Regions from separate parts of the Sus scrofa genome. Here region 1 is linked to region 2. A link is a contact called in public Hi-C data. All regions are on one chromosome and are shown on one strand. The core of a region is the stretch at or near the end of the contact, and the rest is flanking DNA. Distances in the headings are between cores, read along the strand shown.

The links. A called contact is a pair of places that touch in the nucleus more often than the background predicts.
Region 1: a contact with region 2 is called in a Hi-C map of epiblast stem cells, with 2.0 times the contacts expected there. The contact joins the promoter of TDRKH here to the promoter of RORC in region 2. A contact is called at or near these places in 2 of 47 Hi-C or Micro-C datasets (epiblast stem cells and fetal heart ventricle).

Annotation. Positions count from the first base shown.
Region 1 is chr4:97,413,338-97,417,787 of Sscrofa11.1, reverse strand. TDRKH (tudor and KH domain containing) reads right to left here and starts at 1,848. Exons shown (of 15, transcript NM_001244274.1): 1 at 1,771-1,848. LINGO4 (leucine-rich repeat and immunoglobulin-like domain-containing nogo receptor-interacting protein 4) reads right to left here. Exons shown (of 2, transcript XM_005663441.3): 2 at 2,068-4,450.
Region 2 is chr4:97,372,043-97,376,406 of Sscrofa11.1, reverse strand. It overlaps RORC (nuclear receptor ROR-gamma), which reads right to left and starts at 1,735. Exons shown (of 11, transcript XM_021089853.1): 1 at 1,488-1,735. The region is part of intron 1 of LOC110260324 (a long non-coding RNA gene); the gene reads left to right.

The DNA of each region.
Region 1 (4,450 bases), core at 599-3,098, 41 kb before region 2:
AAATCTCCCTCCTACTACACAGAAGTCTCTGAGGTAATAAATGGCATTTATTTCTTGTACATTTATCAGAGCTCCAAAGATCAAATTCTAAGTGAAGTCTGTTTTACCTCCAGCTAACTTTGAGGTTTTTCAAAGTATCCCTGGAACATCTCTTCATCTGAGAGAGAGGACAGAATGACCCTTTCTGACCCTCTTTCCTAGTTTGGGTCTCATTGCTATGGATTTCCATAGCACTGCAAACATCCCTTCATAACACATGCATTGCTTGTAATTGTTGATTAATGGCTATGTCTGTAGTGAGGATGAATTGAAGGCAGCAGCAGCACGTATTCAGACCAATTCAGAGGCTAGTCCAGGTGTCAATGATGGAGATGGTGGGAAGTAAAAAAGATGGATTAGCGTTTCAAAGGTAGAATACACAAGACCTAGCAACTGATTTATGGAAAGGTTAGAGGGTGAGCCAGGGAGCTGGCTATCAGGTTTCTCATTTGAGCACCTGGTAGATGGTGGTATCTGAGAATATTAATGATTTTATTGTGGAGGGGTGTGGGTGGCAGGATGAATGTGGCAAGGATGAATTTATTGGGTGACTTCTATTTGAATCAAAACCTAAATTTTACTAACTCCTCCTCAAATATTACAAATAAAGTCTTTTTTGTTATCAGCTGATACCTCAAGGAATGAGGTATTAATATCAACTAATCGATAGTACAGTTTTGTTTACAATTTACATATTCTTTCACATTAAGTTTCTCTCCCAAGAAAAATAAAAGTGGGAAATAACATGATGGAAATGGGAATAACTATAATACTGAATGCTCATTTGTATTTGATTTTATTACATCAAATTGAATATGAAGGGGAGACCAGAACTTAAGACCACAGCTCCTAGGAGAAGCTAGGTAAAAAGAAGACACGTGCATCATTTGAAGGTTGAGAAATGTAGCCAGACAATGCTTTTCAGCAAAAGCTAACTTCAAATTATCTTGACATTTGTATTAAAAGGTTGCTAACAACTATCTGATATGCATAACTACAACTTACTTTTATAACTTCAAAGTCACTTTCTGAGCTCCACGGGGGCAAGGATCTTATCATTCCAGTATCTCCTAAAAACCAGAACTTAAAAAGTACCTAAAACATGGTGATAGGTTTGTTGAATTGAGGCAGCTCATTCAATTTTCCTCATTTTTGCTACACTTATTTTTAAACCAGTGAGTGAAAAAAGCCTCCACCCACTTCTCTCAAGCTAAGAGTAGCTCTGACATGTGAGTCTTGAGCCAAAACCCACGACGCTATGTGCCTTAAGGATGAAAGAGGGAAACTGGAAAAACAAACCAAAACCCCCTTATTATTCTGACAACGGTAAACAGTCATCCTATCAGATAATACACTAAAAGGCTGCGAAAAAGCAAAATGCAAACTGATAACCTGATGGTGCTTCTGAGGCTCAAAAAGGACCAAAGAGCCCAAACTGGCTTGGGGGGCGGGGCGGGGGGGGAACCTTCTCGCACTGGTGCAAGTGTCCACGGTGGCTAAACTCTGGGACCCGCGCATTTCCTTTGGATACGGTTACCTGCCCCAGGGTGGGAGAAAGTTGCCCCCACACACAGCGCCTCATCGCCCCGGGCGCGACGCCAGCCCCCCGGCCCCACACCCTCGCCTCGCTCTGAGACGCCTCCCTTCCCTCAGCCCATTTCCTCCTCCTTGCTGCCAAAGGAACCCCTGACCCAGCCTCTCCACTCCCCAAGGCTCCGCTCCCGTCCACACCTTTACTGATCCTCGAGTCAGCCGTCGCGCGCTCCGCCTCGCACCTCAACCGGAGCCTGTCACCTCTTCTCATTCGCAACGCGCCTCAGAGCCCCGCCGGCCTCTCTTCTGCCGCCGCTTCCCCGCCCCCGCTACTGGCCCGGACCAATCAACACTCGGTTAGCAGTGCGACCAATTAGCCTTCCCCACCACAACCAATCCTCGCGCGGGATGCCTCTGAGCGACGGCGCTGCTGCGTACTGACACCCAATTACCCGGATGGAATTCAAAGCCGGCCCACTAGGTCAGCCAATAGGCTACAGGGAAAGGAGGCTTCGTTAAATTGAGATGCCACCTGCTGAGTATTAAACAGCCTATTAGAGGTTCGCGGAGTACTCTCAGTCCATCTCCAGGCCAATTACCCGGGGGACTTCCACCAACCAAGCCTGCAGGAAAAATCAGGGCTCCCAAGGTGCGAGGGTGTGGAATCACTCACTCGTATCACTGTTCGCACATTAGTGTCTTTGTATAAAGCCAGTGCCACCCCTCAACCCAAACCATTGGGATGCCACCTTCTGATGGGCGATGCTCCGCTACCTGTTTCTTCTGCGATCTTTTGCCTCGATCTGTCCCCATACCATGACAGGGACTCTGGAGGCGTGGAAACATTTTTTGGGGAAAACATTGAATAGGCTTCGTAGAGCTGGAAAAAAGCCAAGAAGGAACTGCGTGGCAGAGAGTGAGGGCCCACTCTGTTTCTCTGCCGAGGAATGAACAGACGAGGAGGACCAACATGGTGGCGGGAGAGATGAAGAGGGACCCAAGTTCGGGGCATCTGGTGGTAAGGGAGCTGTGGTTAGTGCGGGAGTTGGGGGCCCACCTTTCCCTGGGGTAAAGGGAGACAAGCGCGAAGGCACAATTTGGGGTGCTGTTTCTGTGGCGGCGACAAAGGGGGTGGGTTTCTGCAGGCGGCGGTTTGCTTTGGAAGAGTGCATTCCAGCTGAGGTCTGGGTCCCTGGACCGTTAGAGACGGTTGGGCCGTGCTAACGACTCGCCCGGCTTGGAGCCTCGCGAGTCAAACCCTGGCCGCTCCCCGCCTCCAGTCCCCTCCCCGCACTAGGGGCTCACCCTGGGCACCGGGGAGGGGTTGAACGCTCCTTGTAATGTGGCACCAGCTTCTGTCACAATGCCTGTCGCATGATAAGCACGCAGTACATGTTTGTTGAATGAACGCAAGATTTTTCCTTTGGTCAGCTAAGGAGATGCCATTGGGCCTCAGTTTTTCGTTTTGTATTAGTTTTAAAAATATATAGCTTTTTTAAATAAGTGATACATACACATTCTACAAAGGAATAAAAGATCTCTCTTCCCTAGGAGGTAACCAGTTTTACCAGATTCTTGTGGATTTTTCACAAGATATTCTATAGTAAACATGCATATATTAAATAATTTGTATATATTACCCAGTTAGTAACATGTTATAAATTACTGCCTTGCAATTTCCTTTTATATAGTCTTGATATCTTTCCATAGCAGCACATAGGTATCTGCTTCACGGTTATGCTTCATGGTAAACCTGGAGGATATATTAAGATGTATTCAGCCAGACCTTTTAATATTATATCAATATGCAAGTATATTTCATTTGGTTCTTGTACAATAAATATTTAGGGCTGCAAATACTAAGTCTGAGCAGTACATGCATTGTTTTTTTATTTGGATAGATACAATTTCACAAATTCTCCCATAAAGATTTTTCTCATTTCCATAACACCAACGATATTTGAAAAGGATTTTGCTAAGTATAGCATTGCCAAATTTGCCTTCCATGGAGGTGTTTGTTTTGGTTTTTTTTTATTTGTTTCTTTTTGCCAATTTTCTCTCCCATCAGTGAATTTATATAGCCTGTTATCAAACTTTGATTTTTGACAGTCTGAGATGTAAGTGGCATCTTACTACTCTTTTATTTTTTGTTTTCTTATAAGGTTGAGCGTCTTTTAACATGTTTAAGTGGCTATTCTATTTTTCTGTAAATTGTTCATATAGTTCATTTTTAAAGGATATCAGGTCTTTTAATATTTGCTTTTTCTTCATGTATAAGTTAAAAATATTCTTCCCTTTTCCCAGTTTGCCCTGTCTTTTTACTTTGTTTATGGTAACTTTTTTTGCTATGCAAGTATTTTTTATTTTTATGCAGTTGAACTTGTCAGTATTTTCTTTGATAACCTCTGGGTTCATATTTAGAAAAGCCTCCTACTACCTAAAATTATTAAAAATTATCCTATGTTTTCTGTAAATACTTTATAGTATCTTTTTGAATATGCAAATATTTGATTCACTTGGAGTTTATTTTGGTGTGAAAGTGTGAGATAGAGATTCAAATTTTATTTTGTTTTGTTTTATCCAACCCTTATTGAATAACCTGTATTTCCTCTATTGTTTTTGAATGGTACTTTTATAAGATCCAAATCGTGATATATATTTGGGTGTGTTTCTGGGTTTTTCACATTCCTTTCATCTCTCTATGTATTGTACTGTTTTTTAAAATTGAGGTACATGTGGTTTTTTTTTTTTTACCACAATGAAGAAATTTATGTTATGTATATATATATATATACACATATATACACACACACACACACAGAAAAGTGCACAAATGAAAAGCATACATGTTGGTGAATTTTCAAAAATGCAGCACTTT
Region 2 (4,364 bases), core at 486-2,985:
CAGGGCCAGACCTTGGTGCATTTCCCACATCCATACAGCAGCTCCTCACAGAGCACAGGGCTAGTCTTTCCTTTCAGAAAACGCTGCAGGCCTGCCTTATGCCCCAAGTTTCTCTAACTTCTGACTCTGCTCTCCGGTTATTTTTTTCCTTCCGTTTGTCCAATCCTTGACACCTCCCCCCTCTGCCCCCGACCCCGCACTGTCCCTCTGCCCAAGAGATGCTCCCTCTAACAAGCTTCCTCCACTGGGCTGAGTGGGGGTGATTGGACTTGAAGGCCCAGGCTCCGCTGGGGTAGGGTGGGGGGAGGTGCCCAGGGAGGGAGTGGCTCCATCCGGCCCCTCCCGCCTCCCCCCACCCCGCTGATCCTGCCTGGCCCCACCCAGCTTCCTCCCTGACGTGGCACTGTCTCTCTGGCCTCCAGCCTTGCACCTCAGAGCAGTCCTGGGGTGGGAGCGCTCCCCTCTTGGCCCCGGCAGTGGAGTTCTTCCTCCGCCAGGTGGCCCTGGAGCGTTTCCCCTCAGTGCTCACACCTGACCGAGCTTGTGGCCATGGGAGAGGCTGTTAGACCATCCGTGGGGCCAAGGTCCGCCCGAGTCTCTGTCCGCCGCTGCCCCTGGCCAGGTGCCCCACATTCTTTGCAGAAATGAAACCCCACACCGGGGAGGAAAGTGCTGGGCCCGTGGGTTACGGGCAGCAGACAGGGTGCTATTGCTTTCTCCCCCACCCTCTGTCATCCTTAAAGGCAGGGCAGCTTCCTCCATTGCTGGATGAACAGAAGGTGGATGGCCAGCCTCCCAGCCACTGCTGCCCAGAGCGGGTCCCAGCCAAAGGAGCAGTGCCCGCTCCTCCTCCCAGGGGGCGCTCACACTTGGCAGGGCCTGGCCCTGTGCGGCGCTTCCTTCTTCCAGCTTCCCGACTTGGCTCTCCTCCCCCATCCCACCTGTCCCTTCCCTCCTTGCTTCTCCCTTTCTTTCCCCTCCGTGTGCTTCCGGCTTCTCCCGCTTCGCGTTTCTCCTCCTCCGGTCTCTCCTTCCGTTTCTATGGAGACCTGTCCTGTCTCACCGTCCCGCCTTCGCCGGCCAACCCCTCTCTCCTTCTCTCTCCTCTTGCTCCTCCCCACCTCCTCACTTCCCAACCAGTCTCTTCCCACCTCTCCCTGTCCCCTGAACTTCCTGGCAGCCCCTGCCACCTGCCTGCAGGGCCGTAGGGCCTCTTACCCCTCGAGGCTCGGTGGTGTCTCTGTGGGGCCCTGTCCATGGGGCAACTCCCTGGGTGCCGTCCTTGCTGCCCTGGCTGCCCAGGAGGGCAGGGAGCAGGGCCCAGGGGAGGGAAGGGGGGAGGGACAGAGCACCTGGCCCGGCAGCAGGCAGGGGAAAGGAGTGGCTGGCAGAGTGTTTTGGCATCAGAAAGGGACAAGAGGAGACACCGGAAGAACAAAGTTTAAGCCTTGGGGAGAAACAGGGTAGGTGACGGGAAGGGTGCTCACATTTATCGATGGACGTGTGCTGTGTATAAATCTATGATTTTCTCCGATCCTCCCAGCATCCGCCACGAGGCAAACATAGTTGCTCCAGATAACTAGGTGATGCTCCTAAGTGAAGTGATGGTCAAAGATTGTCCCGACTTGCCCAAGCATTTGCATAAGGACCATAAGTGGCTGAGCTGTGCATTGAACACAGGTCTTGCTGACTTTAGAATCATATGCTTTCTACTTGACCAAGACAGGTGATAAGATCAGGGGAGTTGGGGAGGGGAGAGATGAAGATAGGATGGTTTATCTGGGGGATGGGGTCTCTTCTCCAGGATGAGGTCAGAGTCATCCCAGTGGTTTCTGGGTTCCTTGAGGCCTCTGCCGGCTTAGCCTCTGCCATTTGCTGCCCTTCTCTAGAATTCCCTGGCTCCCTGATGCCTCCATATCCTCCCAGTCTTTTGGGGTCGGGGGCAGGCCTGGAGTTGTTTTTGGGGGCACAGGAGCCATGGGAGACGTGCTACACTGCACTAGGTACAGGAAGGAGACCTCCCCGCACCCCGATCCCCCATCACTGAGCAGGGCTCTTCAGGGCAGGGGGCACAGGATGAGGCTTCTGTGAGTCCTGGATGCTTCTATTCTCCTGCCCAGCCTCGGCCCAGAGTTTGATTAGCTGGGCCTGGCTCTCCTGGTTACCCAACAGGCCGGCTGGCCGGGGGCCAGGCTGCAGTGGGGAGGCTCCCTGGCACCTCCTCCTGCTCTCACTCCCAGCTGGTAAACAGCAGAGCAGGAGCCAGCCACGCCTCAGCCTCGTGACGGCAGCCCACTCCCCCCAACCTTGTGCACGTGGCACCTGGCGTGGAGAGGGCAGGCAGCTGTCCCTTTCCTCGCCTGCCCTCCCATCTCACCATCCTCCACTCTTACCCCATCCTGGAACTTCACACGGAGCACCTCCAGCACCTCCATTCCTGGGTAGCTCCCAGACTCTCCCAAGGGCTGTAGCTTATGAGACAGAGGTAGAGAAGGACTCTCCACCTCCTAGGATGGTTGACAAAGGGGTAGGGAGTGGGGAAGAGTGGACGGAAACTCGTGGGGATCTTCTTGTACGGAGAGAGAGTCTGAGGGCATGTGTCTGTGCCTCTGAGCCTCTGATTAGCCCCGTGTCCTTTTGGTAAATGGGTGGCCCACGCATCTGTGTACCTTTCTCTGCACAGAACAGGATGTTGGTCTGTTTGGGGGCTCAGCCCCTTGGGCAGGCTTGGAGTAAGAGGCAAAGTTCTCTGAAGCACCCCTGAGGCCAGTGTCACAAAGACAAGTAGAGCCAGCAAGAGGCAGAAGGAGCAGCGCGCAGGGAGTGCTGGGGCAGTGCTGCCCTGCTGCTCCCTTCCCGCCACCGATGACTGGCTTTGCTTCCACTCAGTGTCCTCTCTGTGCCTCTCCCTGCCAAGCCCTTCCCGCCTGTGGCTCTTCTGTTTTCTGTGCTTCTGTAGCTCATTCCTCTCCCTCTTTTCTCCTTTTGAAGCCTCTCCTCTGTGACTCTGGGTTTTTTAGGTTCCTTCCTGACCTCCCAATCATGGGCAGAGTAGAGGTCATGAGTAGAGTGCCTGGAGATGGGCACTTGGCCTTGGCCTTGTGCCAGGCAGCCCTGCCCACCCCAGATGCCACAGGTCTGGCTGCCTCTCCCAGCCACACCACTTCATGCCACTTCCAGAGGTGGGAAGGGAGGGACTGGTGGTTGGGAAGACAGGGTCCTGGCCTCTAGGCCTCAGCCAGTCGCATGCTTCCTAGACATTCTCATATCTCTACCCCCTCGTTGCCCTAAGCGTGGATGGCTGGTGTTCTTTCTTCTTGGGGCAGAAATGTACGGTGAGCATCCTTTTGGGAAGTCCCCCCTCATGCCTCCCCTTCCCCCCTCTGGCTCCAATCACAGCCCCTTTTCTGGAGGAATCTGTCCTTTCAAAGCAGGGCAGTGGTTATTTCCCTCTCACATTCTTACGCAAGGAAGAGGCTGATAGGGATCAGAGACCATTTTCACCCCCCACGTGCCCAAGTTCCCTTATCAGGCTGGGGAATCTCAACGCAGAGGGCAAGCAGCCTGGAGGGGGTGGAGGGGGGGTGGCGGCTTGGAACTGGGGAGCAGTCACCAACTTCTCTTTCCCTTCCTCCCCACCCCTTAAACCACAGAAACCACTTAAAGCTCAGTGCAGGCCTGCCCCTCCTGAGAGGGTCTGAGCTGTAAAGGTGGAAAGCGTGTGGGGCCTGGGCAGCCTGCAAGCCACATACCCCCTCAGCTCCACCTTTCAAGGGCCACCCCCACTGGGAAGCCTGATCCTGTGGCGATTAGGAACACCTTTCTTTGGGTTCTCCCTTAGAGGTCCCTGCCTGGGGAGACCTCAACCCACTGTGATGACTCAGGGAGGGGGTCCAGCCCCCTCCACCATTAAAAAAAGGACATCTCAGGCTCTACAAACATCTGTAGATCTCACAGCTGCCACCCCTCCCCTTTCCTGGTTGCAAAGGCCACTGTGGGTGGAGGGACCAGTGGGAGTTTGACCCAGCGCCTGGCCCTGAACTTTCCATGTCACCCCACCTGTACCCTTCATCTGTCAATTAGCATTTGTGGCCACTTAAGCTCGGACACAGCGGGAGCTCTGATTTTTGGAGCCAAAAGACTTGAATAAGAACATAGCCCAGTACTACTGTTTGTAATCAATTACCACATCATTAAAAAGGGGACAATAGGAGTTCCCGTCATGGCGCAGTGGTTAATGAATCCGACAAGGAACCATGAGGTTGCGGCTTCGGTCCCTGCCCTTGCTCAGTGGGTTAATGATCCGGCGTTGCCGTGAGCTGTGGTGTAGGTTGCAGACGCGGCTTGGATCCCGCGTTGCTGTG